2 separate regions of the Rattus norvegicus genome follow, and region 2 is linked to region 1. Evidence: chromatin contacts called from public Hi-C data. All regions are on one chromosome and are shown on one strand. Each heading gives the region's core, a stretch centred on a gene start, on an enhancer-like site or on the middle of the called end of the contact. The rest is flanking DNA. Distances are from core to core; before and after follow the strand shown. Region 1 overlaps Cmss1 (cms1 ribosomal small subunit homolog). Region 2 has its middle 31 kb from the start of Tmem30c.

Region 1 (4,785 bases), core at 1,371-3,870:
CTGGAGCTATGCAAACCCAAAATGCTAACTGCTTGGGCATTGGTTCCTCTGGCTTGCAGTTCATGTACAGATTTCCAAAACAAACAGGTCAAGAAGTCTCTATCATCTTTTTATCCTCTGACATCTTGAGCACCTTGTCACCACCTCAGTTCAGTTGTCCTCAAACTTAGAAGCGCTGGCCCTAAAATTTCATCAGAAGGCAGATGCTGAAAAATGTCTTTCCTTAGAACACAGTTAAAAGCAAGTCTTCTCTTGAGTCTCAGTGTCATCAGAAGCTAACAGGATCAAACCCAGGACTCTTTGCAAGCTTGGGGGGAGCAAGGTTCCACTGAAGTACTCGAAGTTCCTTCCCTTCTTTGGCGAATGAGCTTGACTATATATATGACTCCGCCTGTCCTTGAACTTGGTGATCTCCCTGCCTCAGCCTCCAGCGCACTGAAATTGCAGGCAAGCCCCAACATTCCTGGGATTCTCTGAAGCTGGTGTGGTCCTGAAGCCTGTTTAACACTGAGGGAACCCTGTCCTCCTAACCCAGCTCATACTTGAGTGCCATAGTCAGCTGCAGCTGCAGCAAGGCATCTGGTAGAAATCCATGGAAGGTCTTGAGCAACATTCTTGCAATTTTCCTTTGAGATTTCACAGATAGATGGGAAATAGGACTGCTTTGGGGCAATCGCTCTGCTACTTCGTCAGCACTGCGGAGTACAGCTTGAAACTCCACTTCATCGCCGAAAGACTGAAACCCACCAGGGAGTCAGGGAAGCTAGCATTCAAACACATGGCCTTTTTAAATCCTCTTACAGGGATTTAAAAGTTACCGTCCTCTGAAGCTACAACAGAACAGGGTCTACCCTTCGACATCCGTTTGGAGACAGTGAAAAGCACGTTTGTCATTTGCTTCTTTTTATCCTCATTTTTATGATCTGTCACTTCTAAACATATGCTTCTTTGCTTTTGAACTTTGAGGAAGAAGTGCTTTCACACCTGACACATCAACAGCACTGTGCTAGACTCCAGGAAGATGAAGATAAAGGCTTTGTCCTCTGTAGATGTAGAATACAGGTCAGAGGTCACAGATCTAAACAGCCGTAAGAGCAGGCGTTCTGGGAGTGAGCAAGAAGGAAACAGGCCCAGGAGAGACTGGGACAAAGTCAAAGTGGCAGCTCAGTCACATCTGAAGAGCCTCAGGTCATTTGAAACAACCCGGAATGCTGGCCCAACAGCATTAGAGCTTCCGGTTTCCCAAGACACATCAGAAACCCAGATTTTGTGTGTGTTCCACCTCCTGATTCTGGGAGGAAGCAGGGGAGGCTAGCAACTAATTCCAGTTCTTCAAATGCATCAAGTGGGCCAAGCAAACATGTATGCAGGCTGAATTGAACCAGTGAGCCTCCATTCGCAAAGTTACTTTCTGGTTAGTGAGGTAGATTACACATGTATGAAGTCACTGACTTAAAATGCAGCCCACATGACTAAGAGCCTCAGTGTGTGGCTCAGTGTGTAATGGAGGAGGAGTTCAGAGAAAAGGAAAGGAAGGCTAAGGAGGGGAGCATGCACTCCAGGCAGTTAGACCTCAGCCTGCCCGGGTGGGGAAGGTGTATCCTCAAGATGAGATTGCAGGGGCCTCGCAGAGGACCCTGAGCTGTAGTTGTAACGGAGACTTGGCTCCCACTGTTCTTTCTTTCCTCCACATTCACTACTCGCTGACTCTTAAGCCAGCTCACCCTAGAACTCCACTTGTACCACCTGTTTACAAGTCACCCATACTACCTCCTCTTATTTTTCTTTTTCCTCCAATATAATTTTTCCTTTATAGGAAATGTAACGTTGTCTCCACTCTCAGCAGAACAGTAATCATGGCCTACCATGAAGAATGAGAGGACTGTTACTGTATACGTGGCTGTTTGTGCTGTAAATGATAGTGTGTCTCTACCATTTTGTGAATTGGCAGCATGCCATCTGACGAGCAACTCCAAACATGGTGATTGTGATTTCTCACTTTAAATTCCTTTCTTCTTTATAAGCAAGTCTAACCAGAGTTAAACACCTTTGAGCTTCTGCCTCACCCTGAACAGCTATAAACAATATTCCGATCAGAATATCTACTAACCCAGAGTCTGACCATCTTGAAGGGTTACTTTAATTTGGAGACTTGGCTCATGGTCGTTATTTTATTTATTAGATATAGTTTGCAAGATTAGAAAAGAAGTCACCCATATAAAACTTCACCAAAACTCTGAGCATGAGGCAGAAACAAAACAAATTTTGAAAACATGACATTTCTTTCTGTAAAAATGGAGCATTTCAAGATGGACTGATGTGTTCTGGTATTTGAGAATACGAATCAGTCTAACCAGATGTGAAAATCATGCTACATGTGTGTCCCCAGAACTTAGAAGTGAGATCTGTCAGAGCCCTTACTGCCGGTACCGAGTGTTCACACTGGAGGGTGGAAAAAAAAAACTGCTTCTAAATTCTCTCAGACCCAACTGACTTACGCTTCTGGAAGGGCTGGTGGAGGCATTGTTCAGAGTTGTTTTTCTTTCAGCCTGTCTGTTCTCTAAGGCCCAGAAACAATGGGGACTTTGAAAGTGAGTCTGAAGTCTGCTCTCAGCCTCCAAGGACTCTTTCCTTTTAAGGCTACTGAGCTGTCTTCTGGGAATGTATTTGGGATTTCATGGATTGGGAAGGAGGAGGATGTATCAAAGTAAACATTTCATGAATTCTGCTGTGCAGTTTAACTTACTAAACAGACAGAAACCTCTGAGTATTTCCTGTGTATCTTAAAGGACCAATTTGTCACCAACTCTGGGCTTCCACTGGCTTTTTCCAACTTCCCTTCCCAACAGCCTCACACAGATACAGTACATGATGCTTCTTTTTCTTTAACTTCGACACCACTTCTCAGGTGTAGGACCAATGTAATTTGCCAGGATTCAGTGCACTTGGGCTGTTGACTTAGTTTATGGCATAGCTGGTTTCCATTCTTTTAGTTTTAATCATTACATCCCAGTATTAGGCTCACAGAACGTCCTTAAGGTTCTCCTAATTCTCCATAGGTCCGGAATGAAGGAAGAAAGACACTGACCAGAGACTTGGAAAACGTTCACAATTCATATGGTATACATGATTTCCTTTTGGTGCTTTTCTCTAACGTCACAGTCATTAAGGGCAGGCTGGCAGGTGGCATTCATGTATAAGAATACTTCTAGTAAGTTCCATGTTGTAATCTACCACATATGACTCACATGACCAAACAGCTAATTTTTGAAGAGATTCTGCTGAATTTTCACATAGTAAATAGTTTGGAAATCAAACGTTTGAATAAAAAGTAAGGAACCCAAATAAACAAACAAAAATCTAATTTTGATACTGCTTGTGCAAGGTCTATCTACAAATATATGTTATGCACACACCCAAGCCATGTGCATAGCAAAGTCTGGTGCTGTGTGCTGTGTGTTATGAAGCCTTACATACAGTGTCTAATGACATTGAGGAGGATGAGATTAAAGGAATACACTGTAAGGTGGGGATGTATAGACAGTACTGTGGTGGAGAGACACATTGAGCAGTTCGTGTGATATTTTACTGGCAATTTGCTGCGGATGCTGCCTCTTTGTTGCTCAGAATGTGAGCTGATCCTGTGTGTATCAGGTATCAGCATCAAAAATGCACATTATCCAGGCCCATAGTTACCACTGAATCCAAATCTCTGGGGTGGGAATGAGCTAGCCAATCTTTTTGCCCCTGCAAGTTGAAAATCACTACTCAGAAATCCTCTAGATGATTCTAAGGCATACTTTAACCTCCACCATGGACAGTGTGGGGAACATACCTGACTTTTACACCGAAAGAAATTCTTGTCTCTCTTCCCTCCCTATTTCTCCACAGCTGCATTGTATCTAGTCTCGTGACAGTTAGGAGCTGCCAGAGCTCTCACGATTTTCTGTGGCATGTGTGTAAACCCAAAATGTCCTTCCACAACTTTTTTGGAGATTTTATTGCTCCTCCTCCCTTTGTGAATGAGAGTCAATCACTCACTTATGAAATCACTTACAGAAAATTCAGTATGGTTCAGGTAGCAGTTACACATTTCTCTCCCTCCAGGGGTCTCCGTTGCAAAGAATTCGTATAGTGCTAAAGTGTTTTGTTTATGTGGGCAGTCATTGCCATGTGGTGAGATTAAAAACAGACTAAATAAATGTTTTGGCGATGTCGTGGGTAGTGGTGATTAAAGCAAGAATAATGTGAAACTGCTTGTTAACCACCCGGGGTCCAGATGGAATTCTGAAATCCTGGGGTAGACCATGAAGGTTTCCTTATGACTATATTCATAGACGGTCATACTATTTACTCCAAGGATATTCTGCTTCAAGAGACTGTTTTCTTTCTACAGAGAAACACCTGAAAAGTATGTGTCCCAAACAGACTTCTTACTCAGGGGCACTTTTGTGCAGAAGGGCAAACATGGAGTCTGATTAACCCTCACAGGCCCACTGAGAAACAGCCACACAGAATATGGGAGTTTTTCACCCAGAGTCTGCCTTCATTTCCAGATATCATCTAAGAAATGGGAAAATTTCCTACGTTCACAATTTGACCCAAAATAGGGGTCCCTCTTCAAACAGAATAAACTGTGCCATCGCCCCCTCTTCCTGTCCCTTCTTAGCACTTCCACAGGCTCCTGAGTGGCCATGGGCTTGTCACTTTGCTGTTGCTATATAAAGCATGGTGACCAAAGGCAACTTAAGGAAGAGAGTGTATCTGTGTTTGCAGTTCCAGAGA
Region 2 (5,030 bases), core at 1,425-3,924, 140 kb after region 1:
GGCAGGCAGGCAGGGGGGCAGGCAGGCAGGGGGGCAGGCAGGCAGGGGGGCAGGCCGGTTCGTGGAGATGGAGCAGCAGTTGAGAGCTCACATCTCTGTCCACAAACAGGGAGCAGAGAGCACACTGGAAATGGCACGAGTCTTCTGAATCTTCAAAGCCTACCCTGAGCGATGCACTTGCCGCAGCAAGGCCACACTTCCTAACCTTTCCCAAACGATTTCATCAACAGGATCCTACATGCAGAAAAGATTTCTCATGCCCGTGCACACACACCAAAACTAAGAAATTCAGCAAAGCTGCCAGATGCAACATACACACAAAAAAACAGCTATATTTTTTAAACTTTGGCAATAACAATTCCAAAAAGGAATTTACAAAAATTTCAACCCACAGTATCACAAATAGGAGGCAAAAACAAGGAAATAACAATTTTACACTGGAAACTATAAAACACTGGAAAAAGACAGCAACAAGTTTATTGAGTAAAAGGCTTAATGTTGGGGGCTGGAGAGATGGAGTTAAGAGCCTTCTTCCAGAAGTCCTGAGTTCAGATGCAACCACATGGTGGTTCACAATCATCTATAATGAGATCTGATGCCCTCTTCTGGTGTGTCTGAAGACAGCTACAGTGTACTAATAAATTTTTTTCTTAAAAAGGTTTAATGCGGGGCTGGGGATTTAGCTCAGTGGTAGAGCGCTTACCTAGGAAGCGCAAGGCCCTGGGTTCGGTCCCCAGCTCCGAAAAAAAGAACCAAAAAAAAAAAAAAAAGGTTTAATGCTTATTAAAAGATTATTCAAGGTGATCTGCTGATCCTATCAGCACCATAGTGGCATTTTGTACAGAAATAGGAAAATCTAGCCTAAATTTACATAGAATCTCAAAGAGCCTTAAATAGCCAATATAATCTGGAAATAGAAGAGGAAGGAGGAGGAGGAGAAGGAGGAGGAGGAGGAGGAGAAGGAGAAGGAGAAGGAGAAGGAGAAGGAGAAGGAGGAGGAGGAGAAGAAGAAGAAGCCGCCACACAAAAGAGGTCTCACATTCTGATTTCAGATAACCAAAAAGAAAAACGAAAAAGAATTCACCACCATGGTAATTCCTACAGACACAGATCATCAATTCAATCGTTGAATATATAACCTCTCACATATATGATTGGAAGACTTGCAACCAAAGCTAAAACTGTTTTGTAAAGGGAAAGAGTCTTTTAACAAAGGGTGTTGGGGAAACTATGTATCTGCATTAAAAAAACAAAACAACAAAACAAAAACAGAAACCTCTCCCTGACATTCTCGAGTGATGTGCCTCCTTACTAAATCGCTTTCAAGAGAAGCCGAGTGCTGTGTAGTGGTTAACACGACCAACTTGACACACCTAGGAGACAAGCCTCCACTCATACCTAGGTGGGACGGAAGTGTAGGCTAGCCTCTAGAAAAGCCGGTGAAGGCTTTCTTAGGTTAATTGAGGTAGAAAGGCTTGGCCACGGCTCCTGGCAGTGTTCCCCAAACTGTATAAAATGCAGGAAGTGAGCTGAGGACTCCATTCTCTGTCTCCTGACTATGGGTGCAATGTGACCAGTTCCTGCGGTTGACTTTCCCATCATGGTGCACTGTATACATGAACTGTAAGGCAAAATAAAGTTTTTATACCTTAAGTAGCTTTGGTCAGAGTATTTTATCGCAGCAACAGGAAAAGGAACCAAGACAACTTGTCTCACAAGACTGGTGAAAAAGCAAGAATTTCATGTCAGAATAAATGACATCTAAGATGAGGCCAACAGGTACAGTTATCACCTGCGTGATTTTCTATGGCCTTTTGAAGACAATTTTATCTATAAATTGCAAACCACCTATACACATAAGTTAAAAAAAACTATTAGAAAGCAAGATCTGAAAACACATTTTCGTGTACATGCTCATAGCAGTGGCCAAAAAGTTAGCCAGGTGTCTGTGCAAAGAAGTGGGAGTGAGTTCTTAAAGAAGGGATGGAAACTGGAAAAGAGGGTTGAGCAATGAGGACACTGTCACATCTGACACAAGCCAGTTACAGAAACAAGACACGCACTGGAAGATTTCCCTAATGAGATAGCTAAAATAGTCAGATTTACCGAGACAGGACTGTGGCTATCACACAGGCACACCATACTTTCCACTATCAACACCCGCCCCCACTCACACACACAACAGAGGCAGGGGAGGATGACGATGAATATATCTTCCAGCTGTATATCCTAACAAGTTTGGGCAGCATACATTTTTTTAAGACTTCTGTCTTGCTAGTTTCATCAGAACTAGGCAGTCTTCGTGTCAATGGTAAGTCTCATTAATTAGGGTTTATTGGGTTCACTGAAACAGTCCTGGTCTTTAAGTGCTTAGAGCATCTTTTGGCCACAGACAAGACTCTATATCACTAGATAGAGCTCTGTGAAGGATTCTCTGTAGATAAGTTCTCAGCACAAGGATTGCATTCTCCTGAGAACATGCTCAAGTGTCTACATGGCTCTGAAGAAGACACTGACCTCTTTGAAACCAGAACTGAAAGGCCCAGTGAACTGGGGGGGGGGGGGGGGTGACTCGTGGTTGCACAAATTCTTTTCAACTCTGGGTCTCAGAAAGGCTAAGTGAAAAGAGTCGTTGGAAGATTCAAAATAGAATCTGTCACATTCCGATCCTGTGAGATAATGCATGGTCTTGCAGAGGCATTAAAAAGGAAGACAGATAATCTAGGGCTCTGTTTAATGTGATTTATTAGCTTCTAAAGATTCAAAGACTATGAAAATAATTCACATATAAGAATTTACTGATGTATGCATCTACCCTGTTGGACTCTGTTAAACTGAAAAGAACGGTTAAATCCTGGGATACGTGAGTGCCAGAGGGAGGAGGGCCTTCCTTCCAGCCGGTATGGAGCAGAGTTTGTATTTAAAGATTGCTGCCTTTCCACTCCTTTTGTCTAAGAGGTAAAGTAACATAGCATTTTCAGGAGCTTTCAGACGCCCCATGGTTTCCTACAGACTTCTTTGGTACACAGCAGTAAGAATTTCCCATAAGAATTGAGGTCTTTTCTTGACCTCTAGAATTCTCAGTGTGTTTTCTTCAAGGCAGCTGCCTTCTTCCGAGCCTCTTATAAATTAGCTGTGTATTTTCTGGGATCAACCACATCCTCAGAAAACTGACTGCAGCTCATCCAAGAAACCTGACCTCCATCCCTCCCTCTCCACAGACAGCTGTGTGGAAGTTTCAGGAGCAATAACTCACACAGAGACTCCTCTGTGGCCCCAAATTTGGACACGTTTTTATGAGGATATTCACTGGCCTCAGCAATTTGGCAAATGTAAGAACTCCTAATTCCATGGGGTCAAATATCCTCCCCAAACTAAAACTGAAAAGTTAACTGACTCAAGGAAAGGACTTTGTGATATACCAAATGTCCAGCGGCCTCTTTCATGGCCTCCTCTTCTCGTCACCCATCTCCCTTGTTTGTGACCCTTTAATAAAGTCATTTTCAAGGATCTAATAAGAACTGTGTCAGTAGCCCAAATTAAAGACTCTAGGAAAAACAGAAAACTCCTCCTCTGCCCTCCTGTGCAAGTGAAATGAAATTGCAAATAAAAGGTAAGGAACAAATTGAGGACAGCATCAAGACAATGGTACCTTTGGTGCAGAATGGAGATGTTTAAACAGACTGTAGACCAGCGGCTGGAGAGACGGAGCAGCAGTTAAGCTATTCTTTCAGAGGATCCTCATGGTAGTTCACAACTGTCTATAACTCCAGTCCTGGGATCCAATGCCCTCTTCTGGTTTCTGTGGGCACCAGGCACACACAGGATGCATAGACATATGCATGCAGACAAAATATCCATACACATAACATAAAGAACTAAAATTTCAAATAGTAAATTTTAGACCAAAGGAGATGAGAGTACTAATTCACTTCGATAACAGTACCAGCATTATGGTTATGTTTTGTTTTTTACTCAAAAGACTAGTGTATTTATAGGTGAAATCACAATGTCTAGAATTTGCTCTTAAGAAGTCTAGCATAGAGCCACTGAGATGGCTCAGTGAATCAAGACTATTGCTGCCAAGACTAGTGAGATCCCTGGGTCCCACGTGATAAGGAGAGATTGTTGTCCTCTGACCCTTATGTACGTTCTCATGCACACACACAGTAAATAAATAATATAATTTTTAAAATTATAAAAAATCATAAAATATAAATAGTGGCAAGAGTACAGATGATATACAATGGGTACAGTGTTGATACCAAAAATAGGATGATTTATTTACAGTGTTTGGATGACTTTAGACAATTAGATTTACATACATTCAATTTGTTGACTGCTAAATTTCCTGGCCTTGGTATGCAGTTAAAGTCCTCCAGGTTCTATAAATGGGAAGGAATTTGTTTGCTGTCTCTAGGTCTAAAGAATATAATTAGCTTTTCTGGGAAACATCAAGGGAAATTAGGAAACTTAAATTCAATCCACATTTACTTACTTGCAAATGTAACTTTTATTTGACAGATGTAATTGTCATCTCCAAGGCTTACTATTGAATTAACTCACCCTTTCTTGCTCTTTCTGAACACTGGCTGGCTAGTTCAACTCAGATGTTGTTGCTAAAACTCCTCTCCAAGCTGACTGATTCAAGCTGGCTTCTCTTGGCTTCTCACTGAATTGCTCTGTTTGGCCTCAACTAAGTTTGGCAATAAGTTCTAATCTGCCGGCTCCTTCTCATTCTCTGGCTTAGTTTGTCTTCACTTTTGTTTATCTTGTTCTCTCTGTTAGCATCAGGTGTATCCGTGTACAGCCAGAAACTCTCTAGAGCCAGCTCCCATTGCCATGGCTATGAGACCTGTCTAGGTGACAGTGCTGCCCCTCTTGTGCATGCACCACATGAATCACTACCCAGATAAAAGACATGTCCCCTGACCCATAGTCCCTCTTTCCTCCTCGTCTCTCTCACCCCACTCAGAGGCTGCCTCTACCAGTAAAATCTCACACGTGAGACTTGTTGCCACCATGATCTG

The links. A called contact is a pair of places that touch in the nucleus more often than the background predicts.
Region 2: a contact with region 1 is called in a Hi-C map of Schwann cells, with 4 times the contacts expected there. The contact joins two enhancer-like sites. A contact is called at or near these places in 3 of 12 Hi-C or Micro-C datasets (Schwann cells, hepatocytes and prefrontal cortex) and 1 of 1 datasets of contacts at active chromatin or transcription factors (oligodendrocytes).

The regions. Positions count from the first base shown.
Region 1 is chr11:56,597,706-56,602,490 of GRCr8, forward strand. The region is part of intron 1 of Cmss1 (cms1 ribosomal small subunit homolog); the gene reads left to right. All of the region lies in intron 1 of Filip1l (filamin A interacting protein 1-like), which reads right to left. Among named protein-coding and RNA genes, the nearest start is that of Filip1l, 46 kb to the right of the region's middle. Within about 2 kb of position 2,621, at least 21 of the 93 cell types and tissues checked have an H3K27ac peak or open chromatin away from gene starts, as enhancers often do. A contact at or near this core is called in Schwann cells, where this site is marked.
Region 2 is chr11:56,736,982-56,742,011 of GRCr8, forward strand. No RefSeq gene overlaps it. Among named protein-coding and RNA genes, the nearest start is that of Tmem30c, 31 kb to the left of the region's middle. Within about 2 kb of position 2,675, at least 17 of the 93 cell types and tissues checked have an H3K27ac peak or open chromatin away from gene starts, as enhancers often do. A contact at or near this core is called in Schwann cells, where this site is marked.